Regions from separate parts of the Sus scrofa genome. Here all the other regions are linked to region 1. Evidence: chromatin contacts called from public HiChIP or PLAC-seq data. All regions are on one chromosome and are shown on one strand. Each heading gives the region's core, a stretch centred on a gene start, on an enhancer-like site or on the middle of the called end of the contact. The rest is flanking DNA. Distances are from core to core; before and after follow the strand shown.

What was found. HiChIP or PLAC-seq counts read pairs in DNA pulled down with a chosen protein or histone mark.
Region 2: an H3K27ac HiChIP or PLAC-seq map of skeletal muscle shows a contact between it and region 1. The contact joins the enhancer-like site here to the promoter of CDKN1B in region 1. A contact is called at or near these places in 1 of 5 promoter capture datasets (fetal skeletal muscle), 3 of 47 Hi-C or Micro-C datasets (embryonic fibroblasts, liver and skeletal muscle) and 2 of 2 datasets of contacts at active chromatin or transcription factors (alveolar macrophages and skeletal muscle).
Region 3: an H3K27ac HiChIP or PLAC-seq map of alveolar macrophages shows a contact between it and region 1. The contact joins the enhancer-like site here to the promoter of CDKN1B in region 1. A contact is called at or near these places in 1 of 5 promoter capture datasets (fetal skeletal muscle), 9 of 47 Hi-C or Micro-C datasets (blood, embryonic fibroblasts, epiblast stem cells and 4 more) and 2 of 2 datasets of contacts at active chromatin or transcription factors (alveolar macrophages and skeletal muscle).

The regions. Positions count from the first base shown.
Region 1 is chr5:59,734,486-59,738,214 of Sscrofa11.1, reverse strand. CDKN1B (cyclin dependent kinase inhibitor 1B) reads left to right here and starts at 2,384. Exons shown (of 3, transcript NM_214316.1): 1 at 2,384-2,900; 2 at 3,447-3,576. The coding sequence starts at 2,426. The coding sequence ends at 3,568.
Region 2 is chr5:60,029,668-60,033,364 of Sscrofa11.1, reverse strand. All of the region lies in intron 2 of BORCS5 (a long non-coding RNA gene), which reads left to right. Among named protein-coding and RNA genes, the nearest start is that of BORCS5, 41 kb to the left of the region's middle. Within about 2 kb of position 1,839, at least 15 of the 83 cell types and tissues checked have an H3K27ac peak or open chromatin away from gene starts, as enhancers often do. A contact at or near this core is called in fetal skeletal muscle and skeletal muscle, where this site is marked.
Region 3 is chr5:60,051,077-60,054,519 of Sscrofa11.1, reverse strand. The region is part of intron 2 of BORCS5 (a long non-coding RNA gene); the gene reads left to right. Among named protein-coding and RNA genes, the nearest start is that of BORCS5, 20 kb to the left of the region's middle. Within about 2 kb of position 1,504, at least 9 of the 83 cell types and tissues checked have an H3K27ac peak or open chromatin away from gene starts, as enhancers often do. A contact at or near this core is called in alveolar macrophages and liver, where this site is marked.

The DNA of each region.
Region 1 (3,729 bases), core at 1,135-3,634:
ATCACCTCCCTCACTGCTCTCACCCTGCCTTTTGGGAATCTGCGTTTTAGCCAAATTAGTGCAAGGTCACACCAAAGGCCAAAGATAGTGGTATCAGGCCAGGGACCAGAGGCTACATCAAGGAAACATCTGCAGACAAGCCAGGGTATGAGAAGGAGCCATTCTGAATCACTTGTAAGAGAGGAGGGCCTGTAGACTATAGCACAGGCAGACCCAGGAAAACAAACAAACAAAAACAACCAGTTGAGGCCATCAGGAGGGAAAGGAACAGAAAATGAACCAGCTTTAGGGTGAGGGTGCTGCCTCTACTCTAGTCCTGGCTCTGCTACCAACTGGCTATGTGTCCCCAGACAAGAAACCCGAGTCTCAATTTCCTCAGTGGTAAAAAGAAAGGATTGAGCCACAGGGTTCTGAAGGCTCTCTCCCCCACCCCCTCCAGCTCTTACATTCTGGAGTGCACACGTGAGGCAGGCAGACAAAGTGGACAAACAATATGTGGTTAAGAAAACAAGTTACAAGTCAAACTCATCTGTATCATAGACTCCTAAGAAAACGGCTGTGGACTACTGAAGACACCTAAGAAAACTGTTGTGTACTATTAGAACTGAAGATTAGTTTCCAGTAACGTGTATAATAACTTTGACCCAGACCAAGATCATATATGGGAGTGGGGGAAGGCAGTTAAAGACTCTTTGGGCTCTGTTTCAGATATGATAGCCCTGTTCATCCTGTTTTAACTCCCATCATCTTGCTCAAAATCATATGGATAGGTAGACTTCAAGTTGCCAAGGGGAGCAGAGAAACGCCCAAATAATAATATCAGATCTGAGAACATGGTTGTGGTGGTTGTATAAATCACTTCACAATCTGGACTTTGCGATTACTTTCACCCTTCAGCGACTTGCAGCTCTCTCAAAGCGTTCACTTGTATCTATCTGAATGTTCTGGGTGGGCTGGAGAAGTGAATCTGGTGGGAGAGAAAGGTGAAGGAAGGAAGGGGCTGTTGTATTTGGCGGCGGGACTCAGGTAGAGGAAACTGCTACAAGCCGGGAAAGAACTGAAAAATATAAAAGAGGAGACGAGTTCCCACACGCAGACCAAGTCAGTGGCCTTAACAGTGCTTGGGAAGCAAGAACCTGGGCCAGGGGTGTATCCTCGCTTTTTTAAACGAAATGTATCTGAGACAGCTACTAAGTTTATTAGGGACTTGGGAGACCAATAGAGTTTTTGATCTCGAAGCCCTTTTCTTGTTTTTATTGAGGGAGAGCTTGGGTTCAGAATACATTACAAATGCAGCATCTATTCCAGTCTACTTATAGAAAGACGTCCTCCTGGGCTTCCCCCCTAAGCCCCCTGCCTCCCCTAGAACAGCACAGACTTCTAGGTTAAGGGTGAGCTAACCACTGCTCACCCCCAGCTAAGGCACCCAGGCTCAGGGGCTCCCCGCCTCCCCCGCTGAGCGAGCGGTGGGGGCCCCCCCGGGAGAGAGCCCAGCTGGGGGCCGAGCGCCCAGCGGCGAGCCCAGCTGCCCGCCCCTACCCGCTCGGCGAGCGAGGGGAAAATAAGATCGCCCTCGGCGAGGAGAGGGAGGTCGGGGCTCCGGAGCGGAGCGCAGCGCAGGGACCAGAACCCGCCACCTCTCCGGCCAGGCCCCTCCCCGGCTCCCCGGCCTTTTGGCGAGTTTGTCTTATTTTTAATTTCTCCGAGGCCAGCCAGAGCAGGTTTGCTGGCAGCCCGGCACCTCCAGCAGTCACGCGACCAGTCGAGCTCCCGGCCGCGCGCTCGGCGGCGGCGCGCTCGGGAGGCGGGGAGGCGCAGCGGCGGCTCAGGGGCCACCTTAAGGCCCAGCTCGCCAGTCTCGGCTGGGCGGCTCCCGGCGCCGCGACCAATGATCTCCTCCTCTGTTTAAATAGACTTGCGGTGTCAATCATCTTCTTCTTCGTCAGCCTCCCTTCCACCGCCATATTGGGCAACTAAAAAAAGGGGGCTCGTCTTTTCGGGGTGTTTTTCTCCCCCTCCCCTGTCCCCACTTTCTCGCCGCTCCGCGACTCCGACGCCGGCAAGGTTTGGAGAGCCGCTCGGTCGGCGGGACCCGCGGGCTCGCAGCGGCGGGGACTCGGACTGGCTCTGCCCCCTCCTCTCTCCGCTGCGCTCCTCTCCCCTCCCCTCCCCGCCCTCCAGCTCGCCCGTACACTTGATCGGCGGAGACTCGGGGCTGCCTGGCCCGGGCTGCCCCTCGCCCCCTCCCCCAGCCCCAGCGCGCTCCTGACGCTCGGGCGCTTACTCGTCGGTGTTTGTTTCTCTTGGCTCGGAGGGCAGCCGCAGGGCTTATAAGAGGGGCTCGGGCTGGGTCGAGGCGTTTTGTTTTGTTCGGTTTTGTTTTGCGAGAGCGCGAGAGAGGCGGTCGCCGAGCCCCGGGAGGAAGATGTCAAACGTGAGAGTGTCTAACGGGAGCCCGAGCCTGGAGCGGATGGACGCCAGACAGGCGGAGTACCCCAAGCCCTCGGCCTGCCGAAACCTCTTCGGCCCGGTCAATCACGAAGAGTTAACCCGGGACTTGGAGAAGCACTGCAGAGACATGGAAGAGGCCAGCCAGCGCAAGTGGAATTTTGATTTTCAGAATCACAAGCCCCTGGAGGGCAAATACGAGTGGCAGGAGGTGGAAAAGGGCAGCTTGCCCGAGTTCTACTACAGACCCCCGCGGCCACCCAAAGGCGCCTGCAAGGTGCCGGCGCAGGAGGGCCAGGGTGTCAGCGGGACCCGCCAGGCGGTGCCTTTAATTGGGTCTCAGGCCAACTCAGAGGACACACATTTGGTAGACCAAAAGACTGATGCACCGGACAGCCAGACGGGGTTAGCGGAGCAGTGCACTGGGATAAGGAAGCGACCTGCCACAGACGGTAATGACCCTTTCGAATGCATGAAACGTCTGTTTGTCTGCCTCTCTCTGTTTGTCTGCCGTGCTGTTTTCCCTGCTTGAGGATCTTAAACCTCCGCTTTCTTTTCAGCGCATTCTGACTTAGCTCTTGGGGAACACACCTTCCTCATCTTAGGTTTTAAATGCTATTTGGCTAGCTGCTGGTCTGTTTATGACTTTTAAGTCTGAAGCATGAGACTGTGCTATCTGATAATTTCTCTAACTGAAAACATCGCGGCTCCTCCCCGCTAGCCAGCTGTAGGTATGTGACAACGTTGGGATGTTTATCAACCACCTCCCTCTTCGCTTTGGAGAGAGAGAGATTTGGGGCGTAGAATACACTTTCTGTTATGTGAAAACAACCTCATTTTGTGCCCTTAAAGGCCACTGGGAATGACGGATCCAGGATGGTGGGTGGAGGTGGTGGGTTTTTTGTCCCCTCAGTATCGAGCCAACTTGTGTCAGCCATTGTTTTTTCTAATAAAGATTATTTGTGTGTGTTCTTTTTAAAATTCCCTCCTGCCTTTAGATTCCTCTCCTCAAAACAAAAGAGCCAACAGAACAGAAGAAAATGTTTCAGACGGTTCCCCGAACTCGGCTTCAGTGGAGCAGACGCCCAAGAAGCCCGGCCTCAGAAGGCGTCAAACGTAAACTGCTCGGTGGGTTGATCACTGGAAGCAAATAAGTGACACCCGATTTGGGCTGAAGGAACTCATGGGTTTTCAAACACCAAGATACCCGATCTTAGTGGTGTCTGGCAGATTAGAGCTTGTGGGGTTTTGTTTGTATTTTATGAGGTCCAAAAAAAGGAG
Region 2 (3,697 bases), core at 590-3,089, 300 kb before region 1:
TTTTTTCTCAAGCTGACTTAACATGCACACATGCATAGCTATGATTTTCTATTTCTTTGTAGACTATTTTCCATTAAAAAAAATTATAAATTAAAATATAATTGAGTTCCCGTCGTGGCGCAGTCATTAACGAATCCGACTAGGAACCATGAGGTTGCGGGTTCGATCCCTGACCTTGCTCAGTGGGTTAAGGATCCGGCATTACCGTGAGCTGTGGTGTAGGTTGCAGATGCGGCTCGGATCCCGTGTTGCTGTGGCTCTGGTGTAGGCCGGAGGCTACAGCTCCGATTCGACCCCTAGCCTGGGAATCTCCATATGCCGTGGGAGCGGCCCAAGAAATGGCAAAAAGACAAAAAAATAAAAATAAAATATAGTTGATTTTCTATGCTTATAGACTTTCTGCGCTTATTTTTGTTAAGTACCCCAGGAAGGTATATGCCTTCCTGTTTGCCTCCTATTTTATTTGAAACCTGGTATCACTTAGAGCTTTGGAACACTCCAAACAGAGCTAGCTGTCTACCCAGATTTCTGAGCTCTGAGTACGTCTAGGTGCTTTGGAACTAATGCCTTGATGTCTTAGACAATGAACCAGGAAAACGTGAGCGTATATGCACACGTTTTTCATGTGGACGAGGTTCCTCAGTGCCACTCTGATCAGCAGGTACTGGAATTTGAGCTCATGCTCAGGACCAACCAACCCTGGGAAGTCACTTCTCTGTGCTGACCACTGAGGTTAGCTGCTAATATTCCCTGAAGGAAGGAGACCTAGGGACTGAATTGTTTTCAGTTGCGCCTTTTAATTAACAGAGGAGTGGAACCGAAAGGATTGGGAGGATTACTACCTGACATAGCTCATGTTCCATCATAGTTGGACTACATGGTAAGAATACCAGCACCAACTGATTTTTCCAGCAAGCTAACCAAAAAGAATTCTGAATTGTAGCTTCTTTTTATGTATAGAATAAAATTGCTGGCTTTTCAAAAATTATGCATTAAGTAGTGCTTGGCCAGAGTTGAAATAGTGTAACTTCTGTCTTACTATTTAAAGGTCACCCATTTTTATTCTTTGTTTTCCCCCTGAGTAACAAAAATTCGTTACCCAGAATAGTCTGTAGGGCTTCATTTTCTTTTCTTTTTTTAAAAGCGTAGTTGATTTGCAGTGTTGTGCCATAAGCCTTCATTTTCTTTAGTATTGATGGTCCTCTCTTGGTCCTGAAAACAGAGGTATCTTATTCAGGGAGTTTAAAATGATCAGGTTACTTTATCATGTTATCTTTTACTTACGTTCTTAATAACAGAGACAATTCCTTGTCTTCCTGAAGCTTGTTTGCAAAGACCTGTGCATACATGTAGAGTGCCTTGGGTCATAGAAATGAGGTGTTATGTCATTTGTCTCAGAAGATAACTAATGCATCAAAAACAAGTGACAGGGAAAACAAAATGAGGTTAGTAATCTTGTTGCTTCAAAAGGAGCAAACGTTTTGGGAGAGCAAGTTCTTGCCGGACATCACTAAATAAGAATGAGTTGATGTCACACTTGGCAAGAAGCAACTCTGAAAAAAATTTTTTTTCCATACAAATAGTACAACATGGTGGGGAGGAGGGATTTGAGGGAAAGGGTAAAGAATGATGGGGAAAAAAATAAGTTGGAGAAGGAATGTGAGATCGAGTTGCTTCTACAAAGGAATTACTATGACACAAAAGCCATGTTTGTTTTGTCAGGAGGCATCTGAGTTGGAACATGAACTGATGAAGGAGAGAGATGTTTACCGGGCTCTCCCACACTCCCTCTGTGGTGTTGTTGTGAGGGTTGTGTAACCGCCTTGGCTTGTTTTCAGGGAAGAATGGCCCCTGTAGCTGTTTTGGCTCACTTGAGGGCTGCATCAAGTATGAGGGAAGAAGTCCCTAAAACTCAGTGATATCAAACTCAAAGTGTAATCATTTTGGTTAGGATTTCCAAACACCATGGAGTAATACTGCAGACTGTGGGGAGTATGTGACACCACCTGCCTCCCCCTTTGCAAAATTCTGTGCAACATGGGGAATGGAGACAACCTGATGGCCAATTTCCCATCTTTCTAAGAGCTAGGAAGTGTTACGATTAACCAAATATGTATTGAAATTGGTTGCAGTTACCTGGCTTAGTGAAGGTCTGTGGTCCAGTGTTTTATAACAAGAGTTTGAAAAAAAATTTAAGAAAGGACATATGTCCTATAGATCTTGCTGAAGGAAGTTTCATTTAAATAGATATTTCTTCCCCCCCCCCAAGTTAAAATTGATGACTGTTTGAAATGAACAATAAATAATTTATCCTTAAAAAAAAAAGGGGGAGTTTCCATCATGGTGCAGAGGAAACGAATCCAACTAGGAACCATGAGGTTGCGGGTTCAATCCCTAGCCTTGCTCAGTGGGTTGAGGATCTGGCCTTGCCGTGAGCTGTGGTGTAGGTCACAGACGTGGCTCTGATCTGACGTTGCTGTGGCAGTGGTGTAGGCCAGGAGCTGTAGCTCTGACTGGACCCTAGCCTGGGAACCTCTATATGCCGCGGGTGTGGCCCTAAAAAGCAAAAAATAAATAAAAATAAGAGTTTGGGGAGGGGGTTGGGGCTCTACCGGTGTTTTGGGCAAACCAGTCTTCATTGTGTGGGACTGCCTCTCTGTGTTGGAGGATGATTTCCATCCCTTTCTACTAAACTCCAGTAGTGCCCTGTCTCATTCTTCCAAATCCCACCTCCACTCTACCCCTGCTCCACCCCTGGCCCCAGAGGGGGGCAGAATTAAAACCAGTTTATACTCAGGATTATTAAGCACAGTTTTTCTTTGTTCAAGTTGGTTTGCATAAAGCTCTTGGAAAGTCCTAGAAAGCTGTGCATTTATGATAGAGGTTTCATTCAGAAAAAGACCATTTAAAAAAAGACCATTGGAAAGAAGTTTAGAAAGATGGGTATTAGGGCAGGACACTGCCAACAGAGAAAGAATAACTTTTTTTTTTTTTTTTGTCTCTTTGCCTTTTCTTGGGCCACTCCTGCGGCATATGGAGGTTCCCAGGCTAGGGGTCAAATCGGAGCTGTAGCAGCCAGCCTAGGCCAGAGCCACAGCAACGCAGGATCTGAGCCGCGTCTGAACCTACACCACCGCTCATGGCAACGCCGGATCCTTAACCCACTGAGCAAGGCCAGGGACCGAACCCGCAACCTCATGGTTCCTAGTCGGATTCGTTAACCACTGCGCCACGACGGAACTCCAAGAGAAAGAGTAGCTTCTATCTAGCCCGTCATTGTTCCCTCAAATCTCCAGTTCTGTCAGTGATGTCTCTTTTTCTGAGAGGCGGCAGATATTTAGCCCAGGAGTATAGGCAGAGGAGGAGGTAAGGTAGAGGGAAATAACAGGACAGAGGGACATCAGGGAAGAGGCATGCGTGAAGAAAAGATGTGGATTGGGACATAAAGATGGAAGGCAAGGGGATGATGAAACACAGTAAAGAAACTGAGGGTTTTACATGGCATTGTTAAGCTTACCGTGTTGGTATTTCCCGGGCAATTTTGTGCATCATAGATCTAGAACTTCAAAGGGGAAAACTCATCTGAGGTAACTACATCAGTTAAAGACCTTCTCGTGCATGTTGAATTATAGTATTTACTGTCCCTTGGTAGGTTTGGGTTTTCAAGCCTTGCCTCCGAAAGACTCTGTGTCCTTCT
Region 3 (3,443 bases), core at 255-2,754, 320 kb before region 1:
AAATTCTGATTTTAATTTTAAGCCATATTAAACTCAACTTCTTGGAATAATTATCAGATAGTTTATGTACTGATCATTCATTCTTGTTTGTTTCTCTAAACTTTCAATTTGCGTTCTTTTACAAATTTAAACAAAATACACATGGTTTATTTTAGCTGGTATCCAAGGATATATCCCTTTAAGCAATAACATTTCCTGCCTGAGCTGGGCTTTTATGCCTGGAATATGACAGTGAAGATGAATGTACAGTATATATTTCCTTTTAAGGTTCTGGCTTGTAGTTTCTGCTAAGTGGCAGCCTAGAAACATTCTAAGACTGAATAGTATAAAATTTTGTTAGTCATTTTGAATTTTTCTACTTTTCCAAAAACCACATATAAAAATTCTTCTATTTTAAAACACAGTGGAAAAAAAATAAAACAAAGCACATTGGTATTTGAGACACATGTTTATTTAGGAAAGCCCAGATTTTAAAGATATTCCCAGAATTAAAAAAATTTCTTATCTCCCAGCCCCCAAATTTTAACTGATTATTAGACATTTATTTGATGCTAATTTAATCATATTTGGAACTGGTACTACATCAGCTTTCTCACTTCTGAGCACAGGTAGACATCACATGCTTTCTTAAAGCATGTAATGTTTCATATGTCTATTTATTCATTTAACCAAATTTGCTAAGTAAGGTCTTGCAGTTTATCAGATATTGTCAGTCTAGGGACACAAGAGCGAAAAACACCACTCTTTGCCTGAAGCGCTTACAGGCTAGTGATAAATTGTTGGCAGATAAATTGTGATTCAACAGGGTAATTGCTATAAATAAAGTATAACCCATCAGAGAACCTAAAGGATGGAAGAATTTATTCCGTCTGAAAGAGGCAGGAAACATTGACTGGAACAGCTTTAGAAGAATTTATATTTGTGGTCTTAATAATAATTATTTCCAAAACTTTAAATTATGAATAATAAAGCCACCTGGGGAATTTTTTTTTAATAGGGCAAAAAGACATTAAAACATTTTTTTCATTTTTTAAAGTTTTCTTGAGGTATAGTTGATTTACAGTGTTGTGATAATTTCTGCTGTACAACAAAGTTAAAACTTTTTTTTTTTTTTTTTGTCTTTTTAGGGTCATACCCACGGCATATGGAAGGTCCCAGGCTACGAGTCAAATCGGAGCTATAGCTGCCGGCCTACACCACAGGCGCAGCAACTTGGGATCCGAGCTGCGTCTGTGACCTACACCACAGCTCACAGCAACGCCAGGTCCTTAACCCACTGGAGCAAGCCCAGGGATCGAATTCGAGTCCTCATGGATGCTCATCGGGTTCACTAATCACTGAGCAACGACAGAAACTCCAAAACATTTTTAAAATGCTAGTGAATATCATAGTTCTTTCTCACATTTTGCTGCTTTTTTCCTAAGATGGCTTCCCTCTAGTGTAGTTCAATTTATAACAGTGCTGTGTTTTTGTTTTTAACACTTCTGCCACTAGATGTCACTAGACTAAAACAGTTGGTAAGCTGGAGGAAATTTGCTACAACCTTTGGCCATATTTGCAACGCCTTTGGTTAATTAAATTTACTCTGTACCACCTGGATTTCTCCTAAAACCGAGTCATGGCTTGCTTCGAGCACAAGCTGGTTGGAAAATATGTTCTGTGACACATTAAAACATGTCTGTGACACATTAAAACATGTTCTGTGACACATTAGTAATCTATAATTAGTTATTTTAGTGTTTATCAAGACAGAAAAGGAAAAATTGTACTGTCACAGGAAACTTTCAGTGACCTTAATTTTTTGGAGATAAACTCTGTTTTCAGTCTCACAGTACTCAAGGAAACATATATTACATCAAAATTCCTGAAGAGTTGGGGTTGTGTTTTAATCATCTCTAATTTCTCAGGGCCTGCCACAAAGCTTGGCACTTGGTAGGTATTCAGTAATGTTATTCAGCATTGCAGTAGTATATGAGGGTAGCTAGCATAGGAAAAAAAAAAGATAGGTCCCAAGTCTTCCTTTCGAAAAGTTTCATTTGGGAGACAAGAATCTAGAAAAACATATCCCCCAGCTCAGGGCATTGTGTATTTATTGGATGAGTCCTGCAAGTTGTTAAACTCTATGGGATTTCAGAGGATCAGTAATTGTTGGAAGCTAGGGGCAGTGATTAAAGGTGTCTTCAAGAAAGGGTTTTTAGAGATGAAAAGGGAGGGCAGGTACAAATGAAGAAAGCAATGAGCCAAGGTTCAAGGGTAAGAAGATGTGGGCAGTAAAGATTCAGAAGGATCGAGAACTCAAGGGCTTTGAAATTAAGCCTTATACTTGACTTAATATTTTTTTTGGGGGGGAGAGGACATTAAAGGATATTAGAGTGGGGGAATAATAATATGTTTGGTAATGCTTTGTAGTTTATAAAACATGAGCACTTGAAGAAAGGTGAGTTAAAGATGATTACTCTTTGATTTTAAAATGCTTCTGCTCTAAAGTTTTTAAAACGCACTTCTGGAGTTCCCTGGCGGCCTACTGGTTAAGGATTCAGCTGTTGTCATGGGTGTGGCTCGGGTTACTGCTGCAGCTCAGGTTTGATCCCAGGCCTGGAACTTCCGCTTGCCACGGGTGCAGCCAAAAATAGAATAAAATAAAGTGTGTTAAAAACACTTTCGTTTTAGGAGTTCCCGTCGTGGCGCAGTGGTTAACGAATCCGACTAGGAACCATGAGGTTTCGGGTTCGGTCCCTGCCCTTGCTCAGTGGGTTAACGATCCGGCGTTGCCGTGAGCTGTGGTGTAGGTTGCAGACGCGGCTCGGATCCTGCGTTGCTGTGCCTCTGGCGTAGGCTGGTGGCTACAGCTCCAATTCAACCCCTAGCCTGGGAACCTCCATATGCCGCGGGAGCGGCCCAAGAAATAGCAACAACAACAACAAAAGACAAAAAAAAAAAAAAAAAAACACTTCCGTTTTAAAAGAGGTGATACAGATGGAGGGCTCCACTTTGTGCCTTGTACTTAGTAAACTCTCAGTAAATGATTTTTGTTAATAATAATATTAAATCAGAAAAAATATTAAGGATAGTCTGCAAAGTAACTGACGACTGTTCTTCATAAGAGTCAAAGTTAGGAAGGACAAGGAGTGACTGAAGAATTGTGATAGGTTGGAGGAAACTAAGGAGACCTGTAATGTGGTCTTGGATTGAATCCTAGAAGAGGAAAGGGATGTTAATGGGGAAAATGGGAATTTGAATAAGGTGTATAGTTATATGATTGCATTATACCAATGTTAATTTTCTTGTTTTGATCACTATACTGTGGTTATGTACTATGTTAATATTAGGGGAAGCCGGTAAGGGGCAGGAACCCTATGCTTATGCAACTTTTCTTTTTTCGATTTTTAGGGCCACACTCTCAGCATATGGAAGTTTCTAGGCTAGGGGTTAAATCAGAGCTG